Regions from separate parts of the Mus musculus genome. Here all the other regions are linked to region 1. Evidence: chromatin contacts called from public ChIA-PET and HiChIP or PLAC-seq data. All regions are on one chromosome and are shown on one strand. Each heading gives the region's core, a stretch centred on a gene start, on an enhancer-like site or on the middle of the called end of the contact. The rest is flanking DNA. Distances are from core to core; before and after follow the strand shown.

Evidence for each region. ChIA-PET counts read pairs in DNA pulled down with a chosen protein or histone mark. HiChIP or PLAC-seq counts read pairs in DNA pulled down with a chosen protein or histone mark.
Region 2: an RNA polymerase II ChIA-PET map of effector CD8 T cells shows a contact between it and region 1, with 5 read pairs. The contact joins the enhancer-like site here to the promoter of Icos in region 1. A contact is called at or near these places in 1 of 39 promoter capture datasets (the C10 cell line), 4 of 484 Hi-C or Micro-C datasets (embryonic stem cells and pro-B cells), 3 of 115 datasets of contacts at active chromatin or transcription factors (bone marrow-derived macrophages, effector CD8 T cells and fibro-adipogenic progenitors) and 1 of 9 other capture datasets (macrophages).
Region 3: a contact with region 1 is called in an H3K27ac HiChIP or PLAC-seq map of T-cell acute lymphoblastic leukemia, with 4 times the contacts expected there. The contact joins the enhancer-like site here to the promoter of Icos in region 1. A contact is called at or near these places in 2 of 39 promoter capture datasets (embryonic stem cells and liver), 2 of 15 datasets of contacts at CTCF or cohesin (large pre-B cells and pro-B cells), 1 of 484 Hi-C or Micro-C datasets (cerebral cortex) and 1 of 115 datasets of contacts at active chromatin or transcription factors (T-cell acute lymphoblastic leukemia).

The regions. Positions count from the first base shown.
Region 1 is chr1:60,976,493-60,979,192 of GRCm38.p6, forward strand. Icos (inducible T cell co-stimulator) reads left to right here and starts at 1,422. Exons shown (of 5, transcript NM_017480.2): 1 at 1,422-1,524. The coding sequence starts at 1,467.
Region 2 is chr1:60,459,400-60,462,099 of GRCm38.p6, forward strand. The region is part of intron 9 of Abi2 (abl-interactor 2); the gene reads left to right. Among named protein-coding and RNA genes, the nearest start is that of Abi2, 51 kb to the left of the region's middle. Within about 2 kb of position 1,437, at least 34 of the 459 cell types and tissues checked have an H3K27ac peak or open chromatin away from gene starts, as enhancers often do. A contact at or near this core is called in bone marrow-derived macrophages, effector CD8 T cells and pro-B cells, where this site is marked.
Region 3 is chr1:60,235,123-60,237,822 of GRCm38.p6, forward strand. Nbeal1 (neurobeachin like 1) reads left to right here. Exons shown (of 55, transcript NM_173444.2): 13 at 1-439; 14 at 1,249-1,381; 15 at 1,975-2,094. Among named protein-coding and RNA genes, the nearest start is that of Nbeal1, 56 kb to the left of the region's middle. Within about 2 kb of position 1,354, at least 18 of the 459 cell types and tissues checked have an H3K27ac peak or open chromatin away from gene starts, as enhancers often do. A contact at or near this core is called in T-cell acute lymphoblastic leukemia, where this site is marked.

The DNA of each region.
Region 1 (2,700 bases), core at 172-2,671:
CTATCATTCTTCCTGCTGTTCCTTGAGACAGGGTCTCTCATGGAACCTGACACTCACCATTTTGCTTAGGCTGACTGACAAGTGAGCTCTGAGGATCCTCCTGTCTGCCCTCCTGTGGTGTTCTGTGGTTACAGGCATGCACAACCACACCCAGGTTTTGCAAGGTTGTTAAGGATTTGAACTCAGGTCCTTATGTTTGACAGCAAGTGCTTTTACCCACTGAGCCATTTCTCATCCTCTTTACCTTTAAATTATATATATCATATATATATATATATATATATATATATATATATATATATATATAATATATATACCACATATATATTATATTATATTATATTATATTATATTATATATAATATTATATATAATTAATTAAGATATATTTCATATAAAATTTAGGTGGCTGTAAATAAATTATTTGCATTATTGCCATTGCTACTGTCTTTTTTCTCTTTCTGCAGAGACAGAGATTTTTATCAGGCATCTTAGCTTTCTTGCTTCATTTGCACCATACATGCAGACAGACTCTCGAGTTTCTACAGATGACTGTAACTTAGAGAAAAGGGGTTAAGTCACTTTAAACCTGACCCTATCATTTATAAAATCATAATCTACAATGAACACCATATAAATATTATTTCTCATATTCCAGGAATATTCCTCTTTCAGATGTTTTAAAATGTCATTTTCTTAAAAACTTTCATTTATTTTCTGTCCTATTTCAAAGGCCTTACATCTCTGGAGTAAATAGCCCTGACAAATGTGTCAAAATATGCCTTATTCATAATTTGTGTTGGATCCTGCAGTCCCCAGTAGCTATTGATATAGAGATCTGAATGAATTGCTTCTGAAAATGATGGGCTTTGTGTTTCTAACCAGAAAGAGGGTCACATTTTCTTCCTGCCTTCATGATCAACAAAAATCTGTGAATTAAGCATCCACCCTACAAACGGTAATGCTTTCCACCCAGCAGTGATATGAATGGTCCATGAAGTCCCTAGAAGCACAAATGACACATAAATAGCTTTGAAAATGAAATCCATCCATCCATCCATCCATCCATCCATACATACATACATACATACATACATGCATCCATTCATCCTTCCATTCTCACATCCATCCATTCACTCATTCATACATGCATGCATCCATCTATCCATTCATCCATTCATCCATCCATCCATCCATCCATCCATTTATTCACACATCCATGTATTCATTCACACATTCATCCATCTAGTCATTCATTTACGCATCTATCCATTCATACATCACCGGGTACTTGCCATGCAGGAGGCGCTGTGATAGCTCTCCAAGTAGAAGTGGATGATAAATGTGACACCACATCAACCTCCACAAACCCACTTCCTCTCCAGAAAACTGAAAACAACTGAGATCACGACTTCACTGACACTTTTGAGCACTGGAGGAGAAGACTGCAACTGCTCCTGGCAGACATGAAGCCGTACTTCTGCCGTGTCTTTGTCTTCTGCTTCCTAATCAGACTTTTAACAGGTGAGTGGCCATCCATAGCTCTTATTGAGTTCTACTTCAAGAGAACATTAAGAAAAATCTGAAGTAGAAAAATTAAGTAAAAATGGAAAATGATTTTATTTTATTTTATTTTATTTTATTTTATTTTGTTTTTAACAAGCACAGACAGTTTCAGAGGCACTGAAGCTCACGGCTCAGGGCGTCATGCCCGGTCAGCGTGGATGTCAGTGCTTCTTTTGATACTGTGTTTTAACATGAAAAAGTACATTTCAACAGACCATTAAAATTTTAAATTACTTGTTCAAAGTTACCTGACAGTGTATAAAGTAGGAGAGTAGCTCACTCTTTTTAGAGAAAGATGAAAGGCAAGATTATTTGTGTCAAAAGAATAGAAATTGAATAGCCCTGGAAATCCTTCTATAGTAGAGAAAAAAGTGGATGACTTCCAAAAGGAAAATTTTGACTTTACTCTTACCTGGTTGGTCCTAAGTCTTAAATGTACAGTCTGCCATAGGGTTGGTGGTTTTTGTTTTGTTTTGTTGCTTTTTATTTTTGATTGTTTTGTTTTTCAAGACAGAGCCATACCAATCCTGGCTTATCTTATAAGGCTTTTAGACACTAGATATGAAGATCACCCCAAATGTAAAAAGGGGGAGAAAATGACTGACAGCATTCACTAGTCCCTCTAGACCTTAAACATTCTGGAATCTTTGACTCTTTTTCGTGGGTGACATTTATCAGACTCTACATGAGAAGTTTAAAGAGGGTCATGTGCAGTGTAAGTAATTACATACAGTCTTTTGCTGCTTCTTATTATATGCACTTACATACTGTTCTTGAAATTGGGATAAGTGAAGTGAAACATTAAGTGGTGGGAAATGCCTTTAATAGGAGAAGCAAAAGCAGAATGCTCAGTGGTATAAGTCCATCTGGAAATGCATTTTTTTCAGTGGTAGAAAGAAGGAGACATTACTTTTCTCTCCAAAAAGAAGTCAAACCTAAAATTGGATTTATTAAACATTTAGTATTGTGCTGTTTCAAAGGCACTCAAATGTTCTTAAGAAGGATGAAGAGCGAAGACCTTGTTGTATTTACCTGGAAGAAGTACTAAGAACAGCTCTGGGCCAGATGTGTTTTCTACTCTGCACGCTAGTTTTACAACCCCCCTGAAAAGCTTAGCAGCATACGTGAAACAAG
Region 2 (2,700 bases), core at 187-2,686, 520 kb before region 1:
GCTCAGCTTAAGGTCTCTTTAGAGTCTCTTTACACCTGGTGAGTCTCTTTTCTCACTACACCACTGTATTTTTTTTTCCTATTTTATTTAATGAGTATGGGTGTTTTGCTTGCATGTATGTCAGTGTATGTCATCCACGGGTGCCAGAACAAGGTACTGGATCCCCTGAAATTGGAGTTATAGACAGTAGTGAACTGCTGTGTGGTTACTGGGAATCGAACCTAGGTTCCTCTGGAGCAAGTGCCCTTAACCACTGGATCATGTTTCTAGCCTTTCACTATTGTATTTTTAATAAAAATAATGTAACTCATTCTAAATTCAGAGACATTTTGTGGTTCTAAGGTAAAGGTCTTACCATATAAGGAGTAATTTTTTTTTATTAGATATTTACCTGATTTACATTTCAAATGTTGTCCCCTTTCCTGGTTTCCCCTCCGAAAACCCCCTAACCCTTCCCACCTCCCCCTGCTCACCAGCCCACCCACACCAGCTTCTTGGCCCTGGCCTTCCCCTACACTGGGGCATAGAACCTTCACAGATCCAAGGGCCTCTCCTCTCATTGATGACCGACTAGTCTATCCTCTGCTACATATGCAGCTAGAGCCATGAGTCCCACCATGTGTACTCTGGTTGGTGATTTAGTCTCTGATAACTTTGGGGATCCTGGTTAGTTCATATTGTTGTTTCTCCTGTGGGGCTGCAAACTCCTTCAACTCCTTGGGATAAGGAGTCATCTTGTATACATAATGGGAACATACAATTTATAGGGTTGCTTCCCATTTCTGTTTTTGTCGTTACTGAGAATGGAATTTAAAGCCTTTTGCATACAATGATGTGTTCTAATACTGAGCTGTGCCCAACTTCTACTTCCTGGACTTTTCTGATCACAGGAATGCACAGAACCAGGTAGAACTGAATTCTGGTTAGATGAATTTTAGAAAATTTTCCAAGAGTAGAAAAGCAACTGTTTCAGAGTAATTCTTTTAGGAAGTCTGACATTGGCTTTTCCAAGGCTGCTTTTCGTGGCCATCTTGATGGCCTCACGTTTAGAAAAGAAGTGTATTCATCTGTAAGCATCATCTGAGCTGGGCTATGTTGGTGCAGGCCTTAAATCCCTCTCTGGAGTTCAAGGCCAACCTGGTCTGCAGAGTAAGTTCTAGGACACTCAGGGCTACACAGAGAAACCCTGTCTTGACATTCCTGCCCCAATTAATAAGCCTAATTTGCCCATAAAAAGACTTGTAAAGATTATGTATATACTCCTCCCCCACCCCAAGTACAAAAGTCATTGTTTTACTTGGTAAATTAAACAATAGCTGAAGAGAGAGTTTCTGTTGAGAGGAAGGAAGGAAGTTTGTGTCTGGTAAGAGGAGATGTTTGGTCTTACAGGATGTCTATGCACACTCTGCATCCTTCTTTCTTGTGGTCCTGTGCTGCTGTTTTTCTGCTGTAGCTGCTGTCTAGCTGCTTGTTGAAAGAGGTATTACAGCTGTGTCAGCAGGAGACCCAATCTTCTGAGTCAGGTTCTTACTGCCAGGAAGTGAGATTTCAGGGAAAATCCAACTAAAATTATCTTTTGAAGGAAGGAACCATTTTCGGAGGGTGAGTTGGTTTTCCTCCTATCTAGATTCTCTTCAGAGTGATCTACTGAGCTGTCCTTCTGCTTTGTACTTGTTCTTGCATGTCTGTGTCCACCATCAGCCATGACCACTCTACTGAGAGCTTCTGACTTGTTGATTTTTAATATATCACACCCATGTTTTCTTGTTGTCTTTCATTTTTATGCTGAAGTTACCCTCATTCATTTCATTTAAGAAAATCTCAGCTGTTCGATTTTACCAATGAAGACTCAGGAGCCAGAGGCTGGGGTGAATGGCTGCTAGCTCAGAGAGGCAGAGAAAGAACCCAGCTGAACTTCTTCCTTAGCTAACATTCCAGAAGGAATCCCCTCTCTCAAGGTCTCAAAAACCTCCTTCCAAATCATTGTCCCTCCTTCCTACTTCCTGTGTGTCTCTCTATCCTTCCTCCTGACTCCCTCTTACTCTGTTTTTTTTTCTTAATAATCCTATGTTTACTTCCTGTCAGATGGTTGTTAGCTCTGCCCCCCGCCCCTCTTTTTTTTTTTTTTTTTTTTTTTCGTTTTTCTCTGTGTAGCAGTGGCTGTCCTGGAACTCACTCTGTAGACCAGGCTAGCCTGGAACTCAGAAATTCGCCTGTCTCTGCCTCAAGGTGTGCGCCACCACGCCCAGCTCGCTCTGCCTCTTGACCTTTGGTTGTCTTTATTTAATTCCGTTTACAATAAACAGCTCTTGGATTATAAATGTGTGGGCTAGGGCTGAGCCACTCTATAGCTAAAAACAGGTTATTTCCAGTAAACAATACAATCTTGGGGTTCACAGTGTGATAAACTATCCAGCAGCAGTTATGTCATATCTCTTTACCACCTTGTGCTTTTCAAGTACTTAATTACCAAGGTTAATGAGTTAATAGCTTCTTTACCTTTCCTCCTGCAGGTTAAAAAACTCTGTGTCCCTTTGTCCTTTTGCTGTTCTTTCTATGCTAACTAAATTGTTTTCTGTACTGGTTTGCCTACAGTGTTACTAAGTTCTTTTTGTTTCTAGAATCTGCCTTGATTTAACTGTGTTGCCAGGCTTAGATTAGGCTTTTGAAGAAAAGTCTTTTCTACCACTATGTGAAATA
Region 3 (2,700 bases), core at 104-2,603, 740 kb before region 1:
GCATTAATAAGCAGAGCAGAACTACCTGTGTGAATGCAAACATGGGAATAAAAATCATTGAAGCCCTTGAATCCCATTCTTCCCTACATCGAACTTGTGCTGAGAACTTGATTGCAATCCATGGTTCATTGGGGAGTCAGTCTGTGAGCTCAGAAGAAATCCGTCGGCTTCTGCGACTGCTGAGAGTAGATGAATCAGAGTGTATTCACCCATATACCATTCCTGTGACTCGTGCAGTCCTGACAATGGCACGGAAACTCAGTTTTGAGAGTGCACTGCAGTATTTTAATTTGTCACATAGCATGGCCGGAATTTCTGTGCCTGCTATTCAGAGATGGCCTGGGTCTGCATTTTCCTTCACTGCTTGGTTTTGCTTAGATCAGGATCCGTTGACCCTTGGGAGTGCCAACAAAGGAGGAAAAAGAAAACAATTATATAGGTAATGGTATAAGTTGTGGAATACAGATGAATATTGTCATGTAGTATATGCTATGATTCATGAATAGGAAAAAGTAAGCATCTAGGTTTTAAAATTTATAACAGTTGATGTGAAAATTTTTCATTTTGTGGCTGTATAGTTTAGAGGTGCTTCATTGCTTTCAAAATATTCTGTATTTTAGATATTTTTCTGACTATATACTGAGTGCCTGTAGGAAAAAAATAGAAGTAGTATAAAAGTGGAGAAGAAAGGAGTAGTAAACTCTGCCCCATTGAAGGAGTTATAGATTTTAACATGCTTTATGGTCTTAAAAACTTTTATGTACACTTTCTGAATGTTCAGAAGAATTTAAATATTTGAAAATTTAGTTTTGCTCTAGTTCAGTGGTTCTCAACCTGTGGTTTGCAACCCCTTTAGGGAAATCTATTTGACCAATTCACAGGTTCCTAAGACCATCAGAAAACATGGATTTTCACGTTATGATTCAGAAGTAGCAAAATTACAGTTGTAAAGTAGCAGCAAAAATAATTTTATAGGTGGGGGTCAGCAAGACATGAGGAACTGTATTAAAGGGTTGCTGCATTAGCAAGGTTGGGGACCACTGCTTTAGCTTGATAGTGAATCCCATTTACAGTATTACCTTTTATAATTTATTAACCTTTATGCCCAAAATGGATTTAAAAATGACAAGGTTGGGCTGCTGAATTAAGTAGCAACATTGTTGATAATGATATTTGTGATTGCTTTATGGTTAATAATGATGGGCTTCAAGTTGATCTCGGAGGTTCTGAGAACATGTATTTTGTTAGCTTTTTTACAGGAAGTGGAATGGGTTTTGAAGCTTTCATTACCCACTCAGGTGTGCTGGTTGTGGCAGTGTGCACAAAGAGAGAGTACGCGACAGTTATGCTTCCTGACCACAGCTTCTGTGATTCTCTCTGGGTGAGACTTGAGGATGCCACCTCAGACTCTCGGCTCTGTTTTGTCTTTAAGATGTATAACAGTTGGATGTCTCTTTATGAGGAACTTTGATCAGCTTTGCCAGTTTTCATTTCCACATGAAAATTGTGAAAGTTGTGAAGTTCTCTCTATAAAGATGTTAGTGTATTTACCATTGTCATTAAAGTAACAATAATATTTTTTGCTGAAACTTATATTGTGAATCTTTGAAGATTTCCTAGGCTGGTTTTTGAATTTCAATTCAAAATGAAAAGTGAGATTGTTAAACCAGTTATCTCTGTTGCTTATCTAAAAATCATAAAATGCTTCTCATTGAAAAAGATAATTTTAAGAATATTTAAAGCATTATAAAGTGCAGACAAGACTATAATATTTGTGAGTCTTTTGGCAATGGCTTGGTTTTTTTTTTGTAGTACTTAAAATTGTTACTTGTTTTGGGAATGTCATTGAATCAGTTTTTTAGCTGTCCTTAATATTTTGTTTATATAAGTTATGAAGTAATATTCTTTAAGCATATGTCATTGCAAAGGCACAGTGTGATTTTAGTCCTTTTAATGTATGCTTTTCATTGTCAGCATAACATAACCATCGTTCACATGCCTGGAAAAAGGCCCTTTGGCCAGAGTCTTGTCTATATCTATGACAATGGACAACAAAAGGTTTCTGCCCCTCTCAGATTTCCTGCCATGAATGAGGTGAGTACATGTACCTTACTCTTTATAGGCCTATTGACTGAAAAAAATCCCGAAAATATTTATGAAATATATTCCATTTTTTGCCTAATATTTTGAATTGTGTTGTATGTTAAGATACAGAAAATTGGTATTCATTTCTCTTAGTCTGCCATTAGATAATTTCAGATGTTATGTGGAAAAAAAACAATTCAAGAAAGAAACATATAATGAAAGGTTTGGAGAAGTAGGTTCAGCAAAGCCAAAGACCAAAGTATCATAAAATACAAAACAAAACGCCCAGACTTCTTTAAAGTATATAAAATGGTTAAGAAAATTCTACAATACTGCTGGGCGTGGTGGCGCACGCCTTTAATCCCAGCACTCTGGAGGCAGAGGCAGGTGGATTTCTGAGTTCCAGGCCAGCCTGGTCTACAAAGTGACTTCCAGGACAGCCAGGGCTACACAGAGAAACCCTGTCTCGAAAAAACAAAAAAACAAAAAAAACAAAAAAAGAAAATTCTACAATAGACTTTGCTATCTGTTAAATTTGAACTGGTGATGAAGTTATCTCAAGCTTTATTCTCCACATAGGTAAAGAAGGCATTTTGAGACTGGCCAATTTAAGAC